Regions from separate parts of the Sus scrofa genome. Here region 1 is linked to region 2. Evidence: chromatin contacts called from public Hi-C data. All regions are on one chromosome and are shown on one strand. The core of a region is the stretch at or near the end of the contact, and the rest is flanking DNA. Distances in the headings are between cores, read along the strand shown. Region 1 overlaps LOC102159901 (a long non-coding RNA gene). Region 2 holds the start of BTG1 (BTG anti-proliferation factor 1).

Region 1 (6,080 bases), core at 1,891-4,390, 700 kb after region 2:
CAAAAGATATATTTTATATCACCAGTATTTACTCTAAAATATATTTCCCAAATGAGAAAATAATTGTATTTACATTATACTATATATTATGTTTTTGAAAGTAGAGATTAGAGAGTATAAAAATAGGCCTCAGAGTAACAGGACAAAAATCCCGATATTCCTTGTGTTTTTAATAAAACAGAACTTATCTTTATGGCTTTTACACTAAGGAAAAATACTGGAAGAACATTTGTAAAGAAGGTGAGGAACAACTTAGGTGGGGCAAAAACATGTAAACAATTTTGAAACCCAGTATAAAGAAAGCAAATTACTTTAGCAGTTTGAAGGAATCTGTAAAGAGAAGGTCAACATTCTTTTTCTCTGGCATCTAAAATCATTAATCATGGATAGATTCATCATATAGTTAGCTGTGATTGATTCAGAAGGGTTGTGGCTGGGTGTCAGTCACCCATAGCTATGAATCTGACAAGCCTCAGAGATTACAGAGCTGGTCACTGCGGTCCCCCTGCCCTTTTAGAATTTGTCCAGAACTAGTGAGCAGAAAGCAGCAGCATGACGTGGCACCCTTCGCAGTCCTCCTCACAGCTGTCTGCCTGAGGGGCTGTCTTACAGCCGACCCTCCAGTGGTAGTTCTTTCCTCTTTCTTGCATTTTGAAAGCCTTTGTATTTCTAAGTGAGGACATTTGTTTGTTACTACTGAAAGAACCAACAAAGGAATGCTTTTAAAAGTCCATGTCAAACACAGACTATTGGGGAAATACTATGAAAAATCACTTAACGTTTTTCTCTTTTCTCTCTCTCTCTCTTTTTTGGCTGGAACATCTTTGTCCTTTTGGGGAGTTGCTAAAAACTAGAAAGACAACTGGCCAACTGTAGTTCCTCTTGACACACAGTGCCTTGGGTTTGTCTTGCAAAGGCCCTTTGTTAATCAGTTTTCCATTTGGGTGCGAGTACTCCCTCCACGTCAAGGTTCTGCTTTGTTCCTTTGTGTACTTACTGAAATGTCAATGCTATGCTTCCTTTGATTAAAATAGTAAAATGCATGATCGACTATTTTATAGGACCCATCACACTACGACTGGTGCCTGTGGTGCCAGAGTGCATGCTTCAAATGAGCACATGTGCTGTTTGAAAAGAGGCATATATGCTCAGGCTTCTCCAAAACCTTATAGCTGTGGCGCCCAGATGTTGGCTGACATGTGCCCCTGGGGTCAGCATGGGGAAAAGTGTCTTATGCTTTGCGGTGGACTCTGTATTAAACTTCACATCAGTAACAAAACACAATTCAAAGTGATGATGGATGAGGTGGCTTGAACACTGTTGAGTAATACTTTGTCACCATTGAAAGGCATTACTCTTTACACAACGGACCCCCATTAACCTTTGGGACTAAGTCTCCTTCATTAAAATCATTCTAGACTTTGTGCAGACTTTGTTTTAAATATTGGTATCAAAAGGCAATGAGACCAATGGGATGCTGGACACTGAGGCATGTCCTAGCAGAAAATATACAAGGTGTGGGCACTCTACGTGCTACAGGCTGAGAAATGCAAGATACTCATGTTCATCTCCAAGCTTTCACTCTATGCTTGAATTTGCTGAACACACTTAGAACTAAGGAAGCTGTAAGAGAAATCAAAAACCTCTAACCCAGTCTATTTTAGAGCTTCCCTCTTGACGTTTTATTTTTCTCCATTTAATATCATGTCTTGGGGCTATCAGAGTCATATAGTATGTTCACAAATTGGATTTCATGAATTATGCTGTCAAGAAACAGTTTATTCATAGCCCAAGGCTAATGCAGTCCTTCCAACTTGGAAAGCAAGAGAGGAAGGCCGCTCAGAGAGTCTTTTCTAACACTAAGAAGGAATTTTTCTTTTCTTTTTTTTTTGCCCAGGAGGAAGAAAAGGCCAGGTCCACCAGACTACTAGTATAACTCCTGATCAGGTTAAGTTAGCTAACTTGGGCAGTAAGATCATGAAGTACAAAGACCATGCAAGGAGGTGATCACAGAGTTTTCCCTGAGTAGGAATGGGGTGTACATATGAAGATTCTTCTAAACAGAGCTCTTTGGTGCATGTGTTGCTCCATGTTGGTTTGGGCACTTGGACTAAAAGGTGTGACTTGGAGAACACTCAGAAGTAAACATTCCTCCCCAACTATTTCTGACTTCCTCTATGTTACTCTTTATACTCATTCACTCATTCAACATTGAGGTATAATGTAAAGATAAAAAGACATAACTGCTATATTTGAGAATTACCCATGACTGGGATATAAATTATTATGGAGACATTTACAAAGTAAGATATCCAGTGCTTTAACAAACATGTGTTTGCTATGCAGTATGGTCATTAAACAGGAATATAGTGAGAAACTAATTAATTAGGAATAGCTGATGACAGGCATTAAATGAAGCTAGACTTAAAAGGTAGATCCACATCCTAAAAAGTCTTGTGCAAGATTGTAGTTAGAGTGACCATTTTTTGTCTAAACTGAGACACTTTTGAGAGACATAGAGAGGTGATATTAATAATACCCCTCATGAGAATGTGAACCAGGAATATCTTTGTTGAACTGAGACCTATGGTTTACCCTAGTTCTAGGCAGAGGGTACCGCGTAAGGATTTTGAAGAGGAAAATGGTGATAGAAGATGTTACGGTTAAACTGATACCTGTCTTAGAACAGCATGAAGGCTGGATTAAATATCCAGACATTGACACCCAGCTTTAGAATGGACTTTTTGTTATTGAGGTCCACCTGAGGACCCACCTTTTCCTGGATGGCTAAAGATAAACTCAACTGGGTCAGCGAACCCTTGGGGTGACCCTTTTCACCCTTCTCAGGTGTTCAAGAAGTGATGTTGCTTTGATCTTTTGAGCCCATAGAAACATAAATTGGTGGGAAGCCAGCTAGTCAGCATAACAGAGCTTTCTAACTGCTTGTTTTGACATTTTACTCAAAGAAAAATATTGGAAAAAGGACTGAGGGGCTGGCAAATCGCTGCTACTCTTTCTCGGTGGTCCCAGAGCACTAATATTTACGTAGCTCAGCTGAGTCAGTGAGGTGCAGCCTGCTGGGTCCCTGCGTGATGCCTTAATGAATTGATGGGACCAGGAAAGGAGGCTGGGAGGGAAGCTAGGGGGCTGCAGGGCACATTAAAACTTCAAGAAAATCACTCTTGTAAAAGTGACTGAGCCTGGAGGGAATGCAGCTGTTTCTGCCTCTGCGTAGTGTTTTCAGAGTCGAACTTTTGGCTTTGTTTCTTCCGCCTTTGCAATTTGAAGTTCTACTAGTGGAGGAATCCTGGGTCTTGGAAGCTCCTCTGTTTTGTATTTGCTTTTGGGCTCCCTTCTGTGTTCCTTAGATAATGACTAGCTTTCCTAATGACTCATTTTCACATCGTATTTTACTTTTTTTTTTTTTTTTGGAGCTATACATTTTACATTTCCCTGAGGCAAAATAACCCTACTCAAAGTTCTTATAAAAGAGTTTTGTGTGCATACCAGACCAGTATAAATAACATTCTGCTTAGACCCTTAGCCATTTCTAAATGAGCACTGATTCTCTTGTTTGTGTATTTTAAATTAGCCTTGGTACAACATTTTTTAGCATCCTGTTACTGTAAAAAGTATTCTCTCAAGTAAGGAATTCCCATTTCTATTTATTTATATATTATACAGTTATTTGTTAAGTATCTATCATGCCTTTGGCAATGTGCAAAGTCCTGGGCTCACAGTTCTTTGAAAGACAAAAATTCTTACTCTTAAAGAGTGTACAATTTATTGTAGGTAAAATGGGGGAGGTTAATGGAAGGAACCATAAATACAGATTATTTATCTGTAGCAGTCATTCTCAAAGGGTGGTCTTAGTCCCAGCAGCATCTGTATCACCAGGGAACTTGTTAAAAATGCAAATTGTTGAGGCCCTTCCAAATCTGTTGAGCCAGGAACTCTCGGTTGGAGCCCAGCAGTCTTTGCTTTAACAAGTCCATGCTTGACTCTGAAACTCACTCCTTGGAGAATCACCAAACTATAATATAATAAGATGTAAGTGTTGGATCATATGGGAGAACATGTGCAAAAGGGCTAGCTCAGTTGTGTAGAGTCAGGGAAAAGTTCTCAAGGCAGTTATTTCTAAATGGAGGATTGAAGGATAGGTAGGAATTGGTCAGGCAAAGAGAAGGTAGGAGTGAGCAGACCTCAGTCCAAGGAGATCATTTACTGGAACAGGCTAGGGGTGAAAAATAGCAGCACTTATTTGGAATTCAGGAGAAATTCAGAGGAGCTGGCACTTTGACTAGAGGAGGGTGGGGACTGTTAACATCTATCAAAGGGCAGGCAAAGCCTACCGTTGCATCTACAGACAGCAGTACAGTGAAAACCACAACTGCTGCCAGAGGTGACAGGCAGGTTTTTCACATCAGGGAGGTAAATCAGAATAAGGTCAATGGGGAAAGAGGCACAGTGAAAGCATGGATATAGGGAGCCTATGGGATCCATCTAGGCAGACAGGCAGAAAGTCAGTAGGAAGGATGATCCAGAAAATATGTGTGAGCTCAGATCGTCTCCTCAAGAGGGTGGCATCAGTTTGCTATGGCTGCCATAACAAAATGCCACAAATAGGGTGGCTTAACCAACAGAAATTGATTTTCCCACAGTTCTGGAGGCTAGAAGTCCAAGATCAAGGCATTGGCAGGGCTGTTTCTTTGAGGCCTCTCTCCTTGGCTTGCAGATGGCTATCTTCTGGCTGTGTCCTCACAGGATCTTTCCTCTGTACACATTCATTCTAGGAGTCCTGCTTTCCTCTTCTTATAAGGGCATCAGTCATATTGAATTAGGGCTACCCTAAAGGCCTCATTTTAACTCATTTACCTCTTTAGAGACCACTATCTAAATAAAGTCACACTCTGATATATTAGAGGTTAGGGCTTCAACATATGCATTTTATAAGACACAACTCTCCCTATGGGAAATAATACCTTACAGAGGGTAGTAATAAACACGACTTAGAGTTAAGAAGAAATGGAACCTTCGGTAGTGGATTAAGGCATGGACCCAGAAAGGTGGTATTTGCCAAGAGAATTCTGGAGTCTTGTACCTAGAGCAATGGGTCCATGTAAGAAAATAACCTGCTTGGTGATAATACATCAAGTCCTTACCTCAATGTCCTTTAGGCTGAAAAGAGATTGACTGCATATTGGGGGCTTGATGAACTCACAGGTATAGGAAATGAAAATGTTAATATGACATAAAAAGTGAGCAGAAAGATACAAGTAGGTTGCCTCAGAGGGAAATCGTATAGTAAAATGTCACCAAATTTGGAAATCAGAAAGGCTGAAGTTGAATGTGGAATTTGTTGTTTTTCTCTTATGTGATCCTGTTTGAGAAACTCAACCACTCAGTCTTAATTTTTTCAACAATGAAGGAGGCCTACTAATACCTACTTTGTGGGAGTAAATAAGATAATACGCATTAAAGTACTAAAAAAATGTCAGCCACTGTTAGCAACTCCAAATATATCAATGGTTACTTTTTTATGGAGAGTTTTCTATAAATCAGATATTACGTTTATGCCTCTTAACTATAATGTATAAATAAAATCATTCAAAAGTATCTAAAGTAAGTGTTCCAAAGAACTCACAAAACAAATACATTTATCCAAAATAATCCTTGATAAAGGATTACTTTGCCAAGTAATAAATACTTTAGCAAGATTAGGTAATAAGGTACTTTCCAAGTTCAACACAAGTCATCAGAATTTAACCGCAGGAACCATGACTGAAACTGTAGTATATTGAAAGAAAGCAATACTCCTTTTACTCAGAAATACTCCTTTACATTGTCTTATTTCACATAATTCAGTGACATGGAGATTGTTTCAGTGGAAATTAGGAAAAAGATAGTGGGCCAGAGGTGAGGAAGGCATTATAATCACTTGATATGGGTATTTGGCTTTCTCTGGCTTTCCCGCTTGACCAGTGGAGGTGGGTATATCAGGAAGGCAGAGCTGAGAGCACAATCTAAGAAGGCTGTTCTACAAGAAGGTCCATCTAGTTTTCTGTACTTACAAAGCAATA
Region 2 (6,149 bases), core at 135-2,634:
GCCCAGTTTTACATATTTCATGTGAACAATAAGATTTTTCCTTCTACTGCTTTATAGCAAATTCTACTTTTGCTTCATTTCTATACCCTTTGGCACAGTATTAAAACAAAACAAAACAAAACCTCAAAGTGGTGTGTTTTGCAATATTGATGACCAGCTAAGCTCAGGATATTTATTTCCATCTGGTAGAGTTCAACTTCTGCCTCTTGTTTGCTTTCTCCATCTGGCCGGCTCACCATCTTTTTTTTCTCCTCCTTAATGGAGTTCTGGTTAACCCTCTCTTAGGCCTAATCGTTTTAGCAAGTTCACGCCTTCCTATTTTTTCCTAGTTCAGCAAGTAGGGCTTAACTAAACAAATATCTGAGCAAATTTTATCTTTATTTTCTTGTTTTTATAAAGAGCAACAGAACTCTAAGGCTCAAACAGTTCAGTGGATTAGGAAAAAAAGGAAACAACCTTCTGTTTTGTGCAAAAAAGATGTAAAATGCATTATATAGGTTTCTTTTCTTTTACTAAACTTGTTATAATTACATTTATATTCAATAGCAGCCTTTCTTATCAGTTTTAAGCTGGTCAGTAAGGTCTCCACTTTTCTCTGACTCCTCAAGTTACTGAAACAGCAACCACAAAAGGCTTACTAACCTTTATTTATTTTGCAATTAAACTTTGACAAAGACATGCCCCAACCCTCCGCAAGGGTGGAAGGGAAACGGCTCCGAGGCGTTGGCTGCATGTTTGTGAGAACTGGGTTCCGAAAGCTGCAGGATGCCCCGCGAGAGCCGGTTCCCTCCACTTTTCCCCGCACTCCCAGCTTCCTCAGCACGGGTACCCGCATCCCGCTGCTCTGTATGCTCTTCCTTCCTGTGGAGCCAGGCACGTAGACTCAGCGTGGTGACGGGTTGTAAACACCGAGTACGCGAGCCGGCAGGTGCCTTGAGGCCAGATCCGTGCCGCAGGCGCGCGTGTAGACAGCCTGAGCGGGGCTGCTTTTATCTGCACAGCTCTGTCTCCTCGAGGCGAGCCCAGGCAGCGAACGCTTGCAGAGGATGCGCTGGCGCAGCTCCAGGAGTTGTTGGAGCAGGAAGGAGGAGTTAGGGCTAGGGGCGGGGCTTTCACACGCGCACCCTCTGTTTCCTCCATCCCGTTTTCCCCCCCGCTGGGCCGCCACTCGGGGGTTTATTTGTTTACAAGCGGATTACGTCAGCTCCTCCCTCTCCTCCCGGTCTCTGGGCACGCCCCCTGGCCCCTTTTCCCGCCCCCTTCGGCTCAGAATCTGCTTGCATCACAATGGTGCGATCTCCGGATTGGCTGGAGTCGTCCGTCACGCTCCAGCTACGCCACTTCCTTTTCTCTGCGCTATAAAAAGTGCCGCACGGCCGCTGCATCTCTTTGCCCGTCTGAGCTGGAAATGCAAGTGTTTGGAGCTTCGGAGGCTGCGGAGCTGGAGGCGGAGGCGGCCGGGGCGGTCCGAGCGATGTGACCAGGCCGCCGTCGCTCGTCTCTTCCTTTCTCCTGCCGCCTCCTGTCTCGAAAATAACTTTTTACTATAAAGAAGGGAGGAGAAAAAAGTAGCCGTCCACCGCTCACGCTCTCTCCCCCTCTCAGCCCACTGACCTGTGAGGGAGCCCGGGGTGGCCGCTCCGCCGTCGGGGCCGCACCGCCGAGCCCCGGCCGCCCCGGGCCGCCCCCGCCTGCCGCCCCCATGCATCCCTTCTACACCCGGGCCGCCACCATGATAGGCGAGATCGCCGCCGCCGTGTCCTTCATCTCCAAGTTTCTCCGCACCAAGGGGCTCACGAGCGAGCGACAGCTGCAGACCTTCAGCCAGAGCCTGCAGGAGCTGCTGGCAGGTGAGCGGGCGGCGGCAGGGCGGGGGGCGCCGAGGGACGCGGTGGCACATCTCTGGGCCGGGCCGTCGGGGACGCGGGAGTCTTGGCGGCACTGTGGGCAGGTCGCGCTCGGTTCCGGCAGCGGGACCGTGACTGGCGCGCCCGGCTGCCGCTAACGGCGGGTCCGGGACAGGGTTTGGGGGTGGGCCAAGGGCGCCCCCTCCCCCCACGGCTGGCAGACCAAGGGGACAGGAAAACAGACGCACAACAAAGAAACTGAAGCCGACCGAGGCGGGAGCCGCCGTCCTCGGACGGTCCGCGCATTTGGGGGACAAAGGAGCCGCCGGGCTAGGGTGGATTCGACGCCCCCTCCCCCCCATCCCGTCTAACCGTTGCGGGCCCGACGGCCGGGCCACGGGATGGGAAGGCGCGCCGCTGCCAGGGAGCCAGCCCGGGCCGGACGTGCAGTCTCTCCGCGCCTCCTACCCCTGTCCATTAATCATCGGATTTGTCACCGGTACAATTACTGCCCTGCCCAGAGCGTGGTTTAGGATGGCTTGTTCCATTCCCTTCGGGGCGAACAGTCCAGTGGCGCTCCTCTTCGAAGCCATAAACCCCATTGTGTGTGCGGCTGGGGTGGGGTGGAGAAAGTAAACAGGTTCCCGCCTGGCCACCGGTGCCACCCCGCTGCCCGGCTGGCGGAGGCTGCCCGCCGGATTGCCGTTTTGGCAACTCAACCGGTTGGTTCCCGGAGATTGTTCTGTACGGTGTACTACTGTTATTTCTCAAACCCTGCCCGCTCATTCCCCATCGCCTTACATGGACAGCCGCGGATTCAATGCTGGGTTTTTTTTTTTGTTTTTTTTTTTAAAGAAAGTTGCTAGTTTGCATTTTCCCTCAACGAAGCCAGCCGAAGAAAGAAACTACAGCGGGAGCCAGCAGTAACGATATCTAAGCGCTGTTTCTGTTTTTTTTCTTCTATAGAACATTATAAACACCACTGGTTCCCAGAAAAGCCGTGCAAAGGATCAGGTTACCGTTGTATTCGCATCAACCATAAAATGGATCCTCTGATTGGACAGGCAGCACAGCGGATTGGACTGAGCAGTCAGGAGCTGTTCAGGCTTCTCCCAAGTGAACTCACTCTCTGGGTTGACCCTTACGAAGTGTCCTACAGAATTGGAGAGGATGGTTCCATCTGTGTGCTGTACGAAGCCTCACCAGCAGGAGGTAGCACCCAAAACAGCACCAACGTGCAAATGGTAGACAGCAGAATCAGCTGTAAGGAGGAACTTCTCTTGGGCAGAACAAGCCCTTCCAAAAGCTACAATATGATGACTGTATCAGGTTAAGATATAGTCTATGGATGGATCCTCTTATAATGGATGGATAAATTTGATTTTTGCTTTGGGTGGGCTCCTCTTGGGGATGGATTATGGAATTTAAACCATGTCACAGCTGTGAAGATCTGGCACAAGATAGAGTGGTAAAAAAATTTTTTTAAGTGACAGTGCCATAGTTTGGACAGTACCTTTCAATGACTTAATAGCCTGTGAGTCCAAGTAAATTGATCACCTTATTTGCTAGGGAGTGAAGTCCTGGGGTGGTTTCATTTTCTCCCGGACATGATACCTAAATTTTTACATCAGTCCCTTTAACACAAATCCATATTTCAAAGAACCTTTCTCTGCGGTAGAACTTGGCAGAGGAAATTTGCACTATTACACTTAAATTGTTATCCTTTTTGGCAGCTCGATAGGAAAGCTCAACATTTTAAACGCGGTAGTACTGGAAATTTTATAACAAGACTTTTACCTAGCACTTAAATATGTATAAATGTACATAAGACAAAACTAGTAAGCATGACCTGGGGAAATGGTCAGACCTTGTATTGTGTTTTTGGCCTTGAAAGTAGCAAGTGACCAGAATCTGCCATGGCAACAGGCTTTAAAAAAAGACCTTAAAAAGACACTGTCTCAACTGTGGTGTTAGCACCAGCCAGCTCTCTGTACATTTGCTAGCTTGTAGTTTTCTAAGACTGAGTAAACTTCTTATTTTTAGAAAGTGGAGGTCTGGTTTGTAACTTTCCTTGTACTTAATTGGGTAAAAGTCTTTTCCACAAACCACCATCTATTTTGTGAACTTTGTTAGTCATCTTTTATTTGGTAAATTATGAACTGGTGTAAATTTGTACAGTTCATGTATATTGATTGTGGCAAAGTTGTACAGATTTCTATATTTTGGATGAGAAATTTTTCTTCTCTCTATAATAAATTGTTTCTTATCTTGGCATTTTAATCAATCTCTTGTCATGATTATAGAGGTTCAGCTAAAAGAAATCTATTTCTCAGAAGACTTAGGTTCTCTAAGCTGTGTGAAACTCAGTTGCACACCGGTCATGCTGAAAACCCTTTGATAAGGAGTGAAGATGATCTGTGTATACCTGTGTAGGGTTAGGGGAAACCCAGGGGTAACAAACATGCTCTTTTAAAATCTCTAAAGTCGAAACATGGACACATTTCCAGGCTTATCGCGTGCAATGAGGATAAGAGACAAAGGTGACAACAACCCCAAAAAAGTGATACTCAGAGGATTACATTTCGTTGCTTCCCTGTTGAAGTGAAGATATAAATGTTCCATTCTCGCCCACCTTTGAAAAACACTTATTTTGCCCCACGGAGTCCTTGTTCAATTAGAAAATCCTGGGGCAAGTGACCCATAGTCTTAAAGAACAGGCTAATCACTGCAGAGAGATTGGTTGCTTTTTGCCTTTCGTCAGCTGCAAGATTTACATAAAAATCACTTAAGCTGGAATTCAACAAAAGGTATGTTTGAATTTTTATTCTCAAATTGAAATGCTGAGTTTTTGATTCCTCATTTTCAGACTAATTTCACAGAAATACCAAGAACCTAAGAGAAGGATGAAAATTGAATGCTGGATTGTAGATTACCCCACCACCCCATATGATAAAGCTTGTTGCTAATTATTTGGCTTTGGGAGGGTAATAAGGTTTTTTAGTGGAAATTGAAAATGGAGAATTTTGGGTTTTTCTCTACAAAAGTAAGTTAACCTAAAGTGGCATTTTGGGGTATTAATGTAAACATGTTCACCCTGGAAATAATGCAGTCTGGGTTGCTTGAAATGCATCACTTGAAATCAGTAGTCCCAAATAAATTTGGGAATTTCTCTCTGTAAGATTAAACTCTCATATTCTAGACTACACAGGAAGACGCCAGACAAGCAGGTATTTAGAATACAAAGGATGTTTGTGTACTTTACTGGCAGGTCATCCTTGAGAATTTGAATTATAACCATTAACACATGGACTACCATTGCCAGTTATTAATGGTTTTATTTTCAGTCTGGTTTTTGGAATCCTGCCTTTGCCCCACTCCTGCCTCCAGTTTTTCAAGCTTGAAGTATAACAACTGGTAGTATAGTTTCTACACTGGTCTCACCCCTGTGCTGACTGCTACTCTTTACTACCTGTATTTCATCTGGTAACTCCTTTGAAGCTAGGTAACCTGTAAAGCTTTGCACACTAGATCATAAGGACCTAAGGGGAAAGGAGGGTTCCAGTTTATCTGGAAACTTCTCAGCTGGCAGAACCATTCTTGAAGACTCTGACATCAGACTTTTTGGTACTTGAAAGAAATTTAGTGGGAAGAGAGAACTTCGTAAAAGCATTTTATCTTGCAAGTCAGGCGATGTCTGGCATCTAAGGAGCTGTTAAGTTCCTCTTTAAAAGGCTTGCAAACATCTCAGACTTGCATGGAGCTGTTTCCTGTCACTTTACCCTTAACATTCCCCAGACAATTGTCTCCAGTGTAGTTGCTTTTTGATGTATCTTTTTCATTGCTTCTGGGAATGTTTTGAGGAGCTGTTTTAATAAAAGCTTTTAAGTGTCTGCTGTATGCACATGAAGGTGTGTGCCAGCCCTGCCCATGTATAGTCATTCATACCAATTGTGTACTTGCTTTTTTTTTTAACCGTGCTAGACTTTAAAGGGCCTTTACACTGCCTGATTAAAAGTTTCTTAGAAATCCTTTTAAGAAAGGACAGTTGCTTTCAATATTAATGCCACTGCACCAGAGATTCATAGTTATTGGCAATAAGTTAGCAATCCTGCTTTCTGAATTTTAACAGATAGTTTTAAAATTACTTAATTTTCTTCAAATGTAAGTACTACCTTGTTCTATAATGCTGAATGAAGCAAGGCTTAAAGTGGATTTTATGGCAAGAGTTATCCCAGTTCATGTAGGATAATGTGGCTATTGCTCCCTGCAATCTGGATTGGGAGTCACACATCCTTACCCTTA

What was found. A called contact is a pair of places that touch in the nucleus more often than the background predicts.
Region 1: a Hi-C map of omental adipose tissue shows a contact between it and region 2, with 4 times the contacts expected there. The contact joins the enhancer-like site here to the promoter of BTG1 in region 2. A contact is called at or near these places in 3 of 5 promoter capture datasets (fetal liver, fetal skeletal muscle and liver), 14 of 47 Hi-C or Micro-C datasets (adipocytes, alveolar macrophages, brain and 9 more) and 2 of 2 datasets of contacts at active chromatin or transcription factors (alveolar macrophages and skeletal muscle).

What each region holds. Positions count from the first base shown.
Region 1 is chr5:91,515,076-91,521,155 of Sscrofa11.1, forward strand. All of the region lies in intron 4 of LOC102159901 (a long non-coding RNA gene), which reads left to right. Among named protein-coding and RNA genes, the nearest start is that of DCN, 160 kb to the right of the region's middle. Within about 2 kb of position 3,141, at least 10 of the 83 cell types and tissues checked have an H3K27ac peak or open chromatin away from gene starts, as enhancers often do. A contact at or near this core is called in fetal skeletal muscle and omental adipose tissue, where this site is marked.
Region 2 is chr5:90,813,810-90,819,958 of Sscrofa11.1, forward strand. BTG1 (BTG anti-proliferation factor 1) reads left to right here and starts at 1,385. Exons shown (of 2, transcript NM_001099936.1): 1 at 1,385-1,850; 2 at 2,814-4,127. The coding sequence starts at 1,703. The coding sequence ends at 3,181. The region is part of intron 3 of LOC106510428 (a long non-coding RNA gene); the gene reads left to right.